Regions from separate parts of the Macaca mulatta genome. Here region 1 is linked to region 2. The links are chromatin contacts, called in public Micro-C maps. All regions are on one chromosome and are shown on one strand. The core of a region is the stretch at or near the end of the contact, and the rest is flanking DNA. Distances in the headings are between cores, read along the strand shown.

Region 1 (5,224 bases), core at 1,143-3,642, 60 kb after region 2:
AGGCAGAGGTTGCAGTGAGTTGAGATCACACCATTGCACTCCAGCCTGGGCAACAAGAACGAAAACTCTGTCTCAAAAAATTTAAATAATAATAATAATAATTTGTATCCAGAATATTCAAAGAATTCCTACAAATCAATAAGAAAAAGACAAAATAAAAGGAAAATGGGCAAAGGGTGTAAACCGACAATTGCCTGCATTTACAAATAATCAATTAATATATGAAAAGATGCTCAAAATGTAAAAAAAATTTAGCCTTACTAGTAATCAAGAAAATGAGAATTGAAACAAGATAAACTCTATATTTTTAGCCCAAAAAATTAAGGAAATTATGACGAATTGCAACAACCTAATGTTAGTCAGCTGGGGTAGGGGGACTGCGGGATACTCTAACAAGCTGCTGATGGGAGTGGAACTTGGTGGAGCCACTTTGGAAGGCAAGGACCTAGTAAATTAAAAAATGTACGCCACCATGACCCAGCATCTACAACCCAACATCCACCCTGGAAAACTACACACACGCACAAGGGAAGATATATGTAAAATGATATTCAATGAAGCATTGTGTGTGATAGCAAACTCAAAATAACCTAAAGAGCTATCAGCTACAAATGGCCACTCTACAGCATTTACATACAACAGAATATACACAGCATTCTTAATACTATTTTAAATAACTCTGGATAAAATAATAAGTGGCAGAATTAGTACCATGTACTATTTTTACATATACACATGTAAAAATATGTACACAAAATTTATTGTATATATAAAAAATTATGTGTATATGTAAAAAAGTATGTGTTATATGGTATAACAGATACGTTATGTAAAACATATACATAAGCATACATACACATTTTACATAACTTTTTTTACAAAAAATTTTTTACAAAGAAGTATTGTTTATTTTCTATGGATATATACAGTAGGCATGTTTTGCATGCAAAATAATTGATAACAGTGGTTACCTCTTGGGAGAGGTGAAGGCCAGGAATTAGGCGTTGGAGAGAGGATTCATGAACACTTACGTGCTTTAAAAAAATAATCATTAAGTATATTGGGATATAAAGGAAAGCATATACATCCAGCTGTGTCAGGCTTTTTACCAACATGAGTTTCAACACAGGCCCCTACACAGTCTTGGCTTTTTGAGGCACTGGATAATAAAGTGAATTTTTAGTTGAAAATTCTTGAATAAAGTTTCTTGCTGGTGATACTGTACATTATGTTTTAATCAACAAACTTTAACAGCCCAGAATTTATTGTTAGTAATAATTTGTTATACATTATATATAATTTGCTATACATTAGTATATGTTACAATTTGCTATGTATTAGTAAACTGAAAAACACCAATTTGTAAGCAATGAACTTACAAAAATTTACACCTGTCTTTTGCAACCTTATAAATACCTAAAAATAACAGCATCTAATAGCAACTCTTTCTGTACTGATTGTGGAAATTTCTGTACTGTCTGTACTGTCATGACAACCCTAGCAAAAGCTAAGTACTAGATTAGAGTGTGTACACAGCTGACTGTGAAGCTGAATGAGAGAGGTGCTTTGTTAGTCCCCAAACTTCACTACTGTAATTTATACTGTTAGGAATAAAAACTGGAAACACAAGTACTTTCCAACTATAAAGTTCAAGTTCAAGGATTCATCGGAAATAAGCCAGAAAGTATATTATTTTAAAAATTAAAACAAACCACCCAAGGAAACTAGTATTCTTAGGTAAGTGTTTTGTTGTTTTAATTAGCAAGGAAATTCTCAATTTCTATTTCACAGTAAAGAACAATGAAGAATTTTTCCATCACACATACCCAGCCTCCGTTTTGCCTTATCCATTCTCCTGTGTTATTCATTATGAACTCAGCAACAAAATACGAAATCTCCTTATAAGTATCCACATCCGGGGCAATTCGCTGTCGTAGAAGTTTCTTGATGAGAATACCTTCAAATGCAAATATGGTTACAATTCTTCCCCAGTTAATGATGCCATCTTCAAACTCCTTTTCCATCACTTGATTGAATAGTGTTCTGGCAGTGTCTATGGATGCAACATTAACATTGTCCAAGCATGGCTTCAGATTCTTTTCCACTTCTTTTTGGACTGAGAATGCAACCTTTTGTAGCACTCTGGACGTTTTGCTTGGACCCGATCCAGGTTGTGGTATCTGCAGAACGTACTGCAAATAGTCCTGAGCTAGCCTGTAAATATATCCAAATTCACAGTCTGTCATCTTCTGCCTGGTGGAGAGCAAAGTCTTGAGCTGGCTCACCTTGAAGCTGTTGAGGCAATGTGACGAGAATGCTCCCTGAGCTTGGCTGAGTTATGACACATGATGATACGTGGAGGTTGGTGGAATTTCTGTTTGCATCACTTTATAATGGCCTTCCTCCTAGTCACTTTCGTGCGTAGGCTGTGTTTCATGTCGTGTATGAAAGAGAAAGTTTAAAATGTGAAAGAGGAAAATGTTTCAGAGAGGCCACTTCCTCATCCTGTGATTAATTCAGCTTTACAAGTCTTAAATGCAGGATGTGGAGAAATTAGAATCCTTGTAGATTGCTGGTGGGAATGCGAAAGGGCGCAACCCCTGTGAAAAGGCTGGCAGTTTCTCAAAAAGTTAAATACAGAATTATCACAAGACCCAGCAGTTCCATTCATAGGTACACAACCAACAGATCCTCAAATACTTACATACGAATGTACATGGCAGCACTATTCACAATAGCCAAGAGCTGGGCACAACTCAAATATTCATCAAGAGATGAATGGATAAATAAATTATGGAACATTATTCATTCAAAAAAAGGAATGAAGAACTGATACATACATGCTTCACCAGGAATGAACCTCAAAAACATTAGGCTAATAGAAAGAAGCCAAACAGAAAAGGTCATACATTATGTGATTCTATTTCTATGAAATATCCAGAATAGTTAAATCCATAGGAATAGAAAGCAAATTGATGGTTGCCAGGGACTGAGGAGAGGGAGGAGTAACTGCTTAATGGGTAGAAGGTTTTCTTTTGTGTGATGAAAATGTTTTGCAAGGCCGGGCCGTTGGCTCACGCCTGTAATCCTAGCACTTTGGGAGGACAGGGCAGGTGGATTGCCTGAGCTCAGGAGTTTGAGACCAGCCTGGGCAACATGGTGAATACCCGTCTCTATCAAAATACAAAAATGTAGCCGGCGGGCAGCATGTGCCTGTAGTCCCAACTACTCGGGAGGCTGAGGAAGGAGAATTGCTTGAACCCGGGAGACAAAGGTTGCAGTGAGCCAAGATCACGCCACGGCACTCCAGTCTGGGCAACAAAGCGAGACTCTGTCTCCAAAAAAAAAGAAAAGAAAATGTTTTGCAACTAGATAGAGGTGGAAGTTGCACAACACTGCGAAGGTACTAAATGCCACTGAATTGTTTACTTTAAAACGGTTTTGTGAATTTCAAATTTAAGAAAAGTCTTAAATGCCATCCACGAGGTAAACCGGAGTAAAGACAATTTGGAATGGAGACTACAGAACAGTCTGGGTGGCAGAGAACAGGGCCTCTCGAGGTGACTCTGGCAGTACTGCCCTTGATCATCTGTAATTGAGTAAGGATGATACAGAGAGGGAAGAAGAAAATGCCCTCTTTTCAGGAGATCGAGACCATCCTGGCTAACCCAGTGAAACCCCGTCTCTACTAAAAAATACAAAAAAAACTAGCCAGCTGTGGTGGCGGGCGCCTGTAGTCCCAGGTACTTGGGAGGCTAAGGCAGGAGAAGGGCGTAAACCCCGGAGGCGGAGCTTGCAGTGAGCTGAGATCCGGCCACTGCACTCCAGCCTGGGCGACAGAGCGAGACTCCGTCTCAGAAAAAAAAAAAAAAAGAAAATACCCTCTTTGGGCCAGCCACCGTGGCTCACGCCTGTAATCCCAGCACTGGGAGGCCGAGGCAGGCGAATCATGAGGTCAGGAAATCGAGACCATCCTGACTAACACGGTGAAACCCCGTCTCTACTAAAAATACAAAAAATTAGATGGGCATGGTGGCAGGCGCCTGTACTCCCCACTTGGGAGGCTGAGGCAGGAGAATCGTTTGAACCCAGGAGGCAGAGCTTGCAGTGAGCCGAAATTGCACCACTGCACTCCAGCCTGGGCGACAGAGCGAGACTCCATCTCCAAAAAAAAAAAAAAAAAGAAAAAAAAAAGAAAAAGAAAATATCTTCTTTGGTCTTCACCTTCCGCCTGCTCTAGGATTTCTGATAGAAAACAAAATTCTGCTTTAAGCCTGACTTAATTCACATTTTTAACTCAGGTAAACTATCCAATGTGTGGATTAGAAATTTCGGGACCAGAAAGAGCACTGGACTTACAGTCAGAGGGCCTGGACTCAGTCCCAGTCAAATCTCTCTTTCCTAAGTGTGTACCCTGGGTCTGTGCTTAATTTGTAAAATGAGGCAATACATGTTGACCTCAGAGGGCTGAGGTGAAGTTCAAAGGGATGACCTGTGTAAAGCCTCTATCACCATGCCTGGTAAAACGTAGGTGCGTAATCAAAGCTAGTTCCCCATTGTTCTTTTGTGGACTAATGAGGAATTTGGCCTCCCAGTCATCTCTTTACCTAGCAAGGGTATAACTTCGTAAGTGAAATGCAAATCTCATTTTATTTAGCTATGACAGCAAATCTGAGAAAAGGTTTGCAGTGGGTGGATGAAAAAGGAGACAATTCACAGTCGCTGGAGAAATTGAATTCACTTTTTTTTTCCATCCACATATGGAGTGACTTTGAGTCTTTTATCCTGTCTGTGACCAGCTGCAAATAGGAAAAATGATTCATATAAAACTTGCGTTTCTGAACTATCACCATAGGATTAAGGAGGAAAGGAGAGGTGTTGCTTAGAATGCTTGTTAATAGAGTGGCAGCCATGAAAATGCACCTTTCAGACCTACTGCAGTGGTTTAATTGACTAAGGGCCCCAGCCTCAGTGCTTTGAATCTACCACAGCTTTGCACTGAGGCCACATATCCTATAGGCTGTTCCCAGACAATGACTGAGCAAAGCAGGAACCTTAAGACCGGTTTCTGCAAGTCAACTTCCTTTGATAGGTAACTTTGGTTCAATGACTCCCCATGGGCTTTGCTGAAACTTCCTTTGACTGCACTGTCATGGAAGACTTCCCTACCCCATCTTCCTCCTTCTCTCCTTCGCAGAGGTCAGTCCTGAATTGTAGTCTGTCT
Region 2 (5,750 bases), core at 819-3,318:
TCCTAAAGGACATATCAAAAAATAGGTAAAGCACTGAATACATCCCTTTACACACTTCTTTAACTCTCACAATCGACCTACAAGAGTGATATTATCCATTTTATAGACAAGGAACCAAGGGTTCTGAGAGATTATGAGACCTGTCCAAGGATATACAGTTAAAAGACAGTGGCGCCAGATTAAACCCAGATCTGTGTAGTTCCAACGCCCATGCTAAACTGTATCCTGTCATCTCTTGCCTAAATATCCCTACTCACACTCCCCTATCCCATCTTTCCCTTCACCCGAAAAAATTCATCTTGTTCTCCAAAATTCACCTCAACATTTTGCAATAGAAAGCTTTCCAATTCCCCCTCCCCAAGGCTACATTTCCACAATATTGGTGTTTACCTTTATCATAGATCTGGCTTCAATGCAATTCTTTATTCATGTCTGTTTCCTCTTTGAGGCTATCTGCTCCTTTAGAGTAACAATCATCTTTTTCATGTCCACAACCCAGTACATAGCCAAGTGTGCACTACTTAGGTGTTCAACATATGTGAATGAATTAGCTAAATTTTAAACAACTAGATATAGACAAGAGTGTATATCCTTTACATATACTAAAACACCCAGCAATGCTTCCTCATAATAGCTAAAATAATTGTTTGAACGACCGAATTAACATCTGTACAGATTCCCTCATGCACACCTACATAGATGAAGAGAGGGGTGAAATAAGTATATCTGATTTACTGCTTTAACCCATTGGCACCTTGAATTTGAGCAAATAACGGATAATAGAATAGTGAGGGGTAATTACGAAAGCCTGATGGTATAACTAATTCCAAGGAACATCAAGTCTCCAAATATCCACTGGTGTCTCTGAGGCATGATGCTGGGAAGACAGATCATCAGTTTGACTTACAACAGAATTACACATACGTACTTATTCAGGGGACATTAAATTTTTCTTCCTCTGGTGTCTAACAAAAATGAGTCCCCAAAAACTCTTTAGAACATGCCTTCAAGACAGGATATGACTCCCATTTTATTGATAAGAAAACTGATATTACATAGACAGACTAAAAATACATAGCAGTGCAGTCGGTGAAAATAATAAAACAGAGGTCTGCTAACCAACAAACAGGGACTCTCATTTACTCCTCTCATTTCTCTCTTCTGTTTCCTATGTTCTGGGGAAGCCTGGGTATGACAGCTACGTCTTCCTTTCATTCACTCAACAAAAAGCATTTAATGTTGACCAACTCTGAGACAGGAAAGGCCTAGGCCCTGGAGCTACTGAGACACAGCCTTAGCCCTCCATATACTTAGTGAAGTGCAGTCAACATCTGAGTTCTGACCTTTGGCATCTCCACACTTTTTTTGGTGTTCCCTTGTCTGAAGCACCTGCATCTTTCTCTGGCCATTTTACTAAAGTAACTGGAGTCTGACTCGTAGCTCATTAACTTTAGGACTCACTGAGGGAACCTGGGCACTCAAGAGTTCACCCATCTCCTCTACCACAACTTTCTGTTCTCACCCTGCTCTCACCACAGTACCGTCATCCCCGCGGAGGAGTTTTCGAGCACCAAAGGTGCCACCCATGCAAACGAACTCCCCTCCCAGAGATAAATCTGTCAACCCCTGCCGTCCTCTCGCTCTTTAGCCCCACAACTTTCACTACCGGGCCCCCTCTCCGCCACAGTGCGAAGAACAGCCAGACTACGACCAGGGGACGGGCGCGCGCCAGGAACGGGCGTGCGGACGCCGGGAGGGGAAACGTGCGCGCGCCTGGAGGGGAAACGTGCGCGTGCCGGGAGGGCCTAGCCCTGCGCCTGCACTGACCAGGCACGGATTAGCAATCGCTGGCAGCCAGGCGTTCAGAGAGTCTGTCCGCCGCGGCTTCCGCTACAGGCGGCCTCGCACCTTCTGGGTCAGTACGCGGGACTGACGTAGCCTCTCCTCGGCGCTCATCGCCCGCAGACGCTGCTTCAGCTCTCCTCGCAGGCTCCGCTTGGCGCTGCTCACCGCTGCCGCCGCCATCTCACGCCCAAGCCCAGTCCAATCCCACCCTCGGCGCCCTGGGGTTTGGTCTCCGCCCCTGGCCGCTCCCAGGTGGATCCGCGGCCTAGGGGCGGGTCGGGACTCGGGGAAGCGCCCCCACCCCGCTTCCGGGACGCGGGCCCTTGGCGTGCCGCGCGCTTGCCTGGCCTCCGGCCATTGGGAGCCAGCCCTCGTGCGGCCGCCGATGGTCCGGCCCGCCCTCCCTGGCTACCGGGAGCTCTGGCGAGGCGCCGTCGCTGCCCTGCCGCCTGACCTCCCTGAGCCCGAGCCCTCACCCGAACCGCGGAGGCGGCAGCGCCACTGGCGGGGATGGTAAAGACGGCCGGCAGTACCCACGGTGCCTGGCATCTCGTGTACTGTTGAGTACTGGGACTTCAGGGGCCAGAAGGGCAAGGCAGGACAAGTAGCGAAATCGTCACGAGTCGCTTAACTCCAGGGATATGTCTGACAGATGCCCCGATTTCCTTCTGGTGCAAACATAAAGAGTGTAGTTACAAAGTTACTACACACCTATGCTACACACCTGTACAGCGTATTTTGTACCAAATACTGTAGGCAATTGTAGCACCATGATACTTGTGCATCTAAACACAGAAAAGGTAATGTGTTGGTTGGCTACCACATCAGTAGGTATTAGGAATTTTTCAGTTCCATTATAATCTTAAGAGACCACAGTGGTTGATGGAAATGTCCTTATGTGATGAATGTATAGATGATACATAGTCGGGAATATTGTTAAAGCAGTAACTGTAGTGTAAAAGCCAAATTTTGTGGATTCTAGTGTGAATGTATTCCAGGTCATAGTGCCCATGTAGGTACTTCCTGTTATAACCATCAGTGACTGTTCATTCCCACCACTCAGCTCTGATTAAAACACAAAAATGAATTAAAACTGAAAGCAGTTTAGGGGGTGGGTGAGGCACTCGCAGGAAGAGGTAAAAGAAACTGTGAAGTCTTGAACTGCTCCCAGTAGACAGGCGCCTCAGATTGCCTCTCAGATGTGACTTCCTAAAACCAGAGCTGCCTCTTCCAAAACTACTTCCCTACTGACAGCCCCAGTGTCCTAATCCCCACCGTTAAGAATCACACCTCCTAAGTAAAGCATAAAAGTGCCCGGCGAGAATGCACATGGCTTGAGAGGGGAAATCTGGCTTCTTTATGGAATCTATCAACAGCTTCCGGGGAAAGGTAATGCAAGTCCCAGGGGGATTGTGTTGTAAGAAGAAGGGAAGGCCAGGCAGATATAGCGTATACATATTGCAATCAGATTTGCTGACCTAAAAATTAGAACATGAGGTCTAACAAACTACGTAATTTTCTAATCTGTTCATTTTTACCAAAAAAAAAAAAAAAAAATTAGCATTAGCTCCACGTTGAATCACTTACCTAATTTTCTTTGTTCAGAATATCGCAGAGTATCCTGCATACCAGGTTGCCATATCCATCAACCCCAAATGGCAAGCCAGAGAGAGAAGGCTGGGAAGGAGGCATCAGTGGAAACTCTAAGCAGCCAGGGGCACTGGAAACTGCAGACAGCATGGGAAAGAAGGAAGGAAGGAGGGAAGAGGGAAGGCGACCTGAGTCTGCTTCTAGCCTGAGTCTGCTTCTCAGTCTAGTCTGCAGTCTAGCCTAGTGACACGGAGGACTTTTGGGTAATGGGCACACCTTAAAAGTCTGCAGAAAAGATACCCCCTTCCTAATCATCATCCCATAATTAATTGCCTGGCTCCTGTGTTGAGCTTTACCCTTTGGCTGAATTTCCAGGCAGACTCCAAAAATGAAGACAAAAATGGCATATAGAGAAAATTACATACAATTTATTTATTAAATAGGGATAAAATTTCTGTAACTCTAGAAGGTCAAGTTACATCATCAAAGCTGTTTATTTAAAAGTAGAAGTATGTGTTGGCAATCGTTTTCTTAAGAGTCAGAAAAATTAGGCCGGTTTCACAATATGGAGTGTCCTTTCTGGTCAACAGTATTGCTTCAGAAGAGATAGCGTTTCACAGATCTTTCCTGTAACTTCTAGAAAAGTCATCCAGCCAGATTTAGGCTCAAGCTTCTTTACAAAGCCATTTTCCTGAGAGAATAAATTTAACATTTTAAAAAATCACTGGAGATTATGCTGGAATAAAAAGCAAAAATATTTTCATTTAAATAATGCAAATAGTTAATCTTCTACCCCTTCTGTCCCTCTAAAGGAAGCATTGTGTAACAGAAACACAGTGTGACCTACATCTGTAATTTTAATTTTTGGTAGCCACATTTTAAAAAGTATAAAAATCGGAAAAATTAATTTTTAAGATATATTTAGTGATGATTTCAATATGTAATCAATGTCAAATCACTAATGAGATATTCTTTTTTTTTATAACAAACCTTCAAAATCTCATGAGTATTTAGTACTTACAGCACATTTTAATTCAGACTAGCCACATTTCACTACCATAGTGGACAGCAAGCACAGCTCTAGAGGATAAAAAGTATTTTGTTGTTCTCGTTCTTGTTTAATTGTCCATTGATTTCAATGCACTTATATTTGTAATATGAATTCTATTATACAGTAAACTGCATTGTATTGAAACTCATGAGAACTCACAGTAAATCCAAATTAAACCAATACCTTTGAAGCTATGAAAAGGTTGATGGTTTCTTTTATAATCTACTCTCTTTGTGATTGGACATAGTTTTAAAAATGTAGGATAACCCAATTAACTGGACATTTTATTTAATTTATCATCTATAATCATAAAATCCTCACTGAAAAGTACCTCTGAGATCATCTAGCCTAATGCCCTCTCTTAACAAATGAGGAAAGTGAGGCCTACAAAAAAAATAAGTTATCTAAGATTAGGTAACCCTTTGGTGCCTGGATCTGGATTAGAATGCAAACACCCTACTTCTTTCCACTCCATTCATTTCCAAACAAGTGCAAAAATACTCAAAAATTGTTAAAATAATTTTTTTCAAATATTCATTTAGCAAACATTTGTGTCTGCATCTTATAGGTTCCAGAACCTAGGGTTACAAATGCCTGCAAGTAGCTCAGAGCATAGTGTAACTTAATATTGAAACATAAACCAAGCATAACCCTTTGATAGTTGGGAGAGATTTGAGAGCTCTGTGGTGCCTTGGAATCATTTTATAAGCATCACTGGCAAAGCACATGAATACCACCAGCCAGGGGGATTTCATTTGAAAGATTGCCTAAGAAAGCCATTTTCTGCCTACATGTTAAGTGTGCATTGTGCTCTGAGACATGCTGTCATGCCTTGAGAGAGGAAGGAAACTGCCCCTCTCTCTTCTTCCTCTTTCCCTCTTGCCAGTCCATACTCATAGATTACACTCTAAGGAGGTATCCACTTCATTATGCTCCTTCCTAAACCCCATGTTTCACAAGTATGATGAGGCCCTCTGAAATGATTTTTATTATGATGATAATCATTGTCTACTATCATTGAGCAGTTAACATGTCATATACATCAATGTCTAAAGAAAGGACAGTGTACAAAGAAAATATTGATGAATTCAGCCAGATGAAGATTAAAAAATTTTTTTAACTATGAAAAACTAAAAAGAACAATACAGTAGGAAAATATTTACATATACCATGAAAGTGTTCATTCAAATGTGAGAGAAAATTTTCAGGCCCTTAATAGTTTAAAAAGGACAGACCATTAAAGATAGAAATATAAATCATTCAC

Evidence for each region. A called contact is a pair of places that touch in the nucleus more often than the background predicts.
Region 1: a Micro-C map of CD4 T cells shows a contact between it and region 2, with 3 times the contacts expected there. The contact joins the promoter of BCL2A1 here to the promoter of MTHFS in region 2. A contact is called at or near these places in 5 of 14 Hi-C or Micro-C datasets (CD4 T cells, blood, fetal cortex germinal zone and 2 more).

What each region holds. Positions count from the first base shown.
Region 1 is chr7:58,171,697-58,176,920 of T2T-MMU8v2.0, forward strand. It overlaps BCL2A1 (BCL2 related protein A1), which reads right to left and starts at 2,393. Exons shown (of 2, transcript NM_001261278.1): 1 at 1,827-2,393. The coding sequence starts at 2,246.
Region 2 is chr7:58,112,291-58,118,040 of T2T-MMU8v2.0, forward strand. It overlaps MTHFS (methenyltetrahydrofolate synthetase), which reads right to left and starts at 2,069. Exons shown (of 3, transcript NM_001266078.1): 1 at 1,909-2,069. The coding sequence starts at 2,025. LOC144330034 (a long non-coding RNA gene) reads left to right here. Exons shown (of 2, transcript XR_013395854.1): 2 at 1-2,051.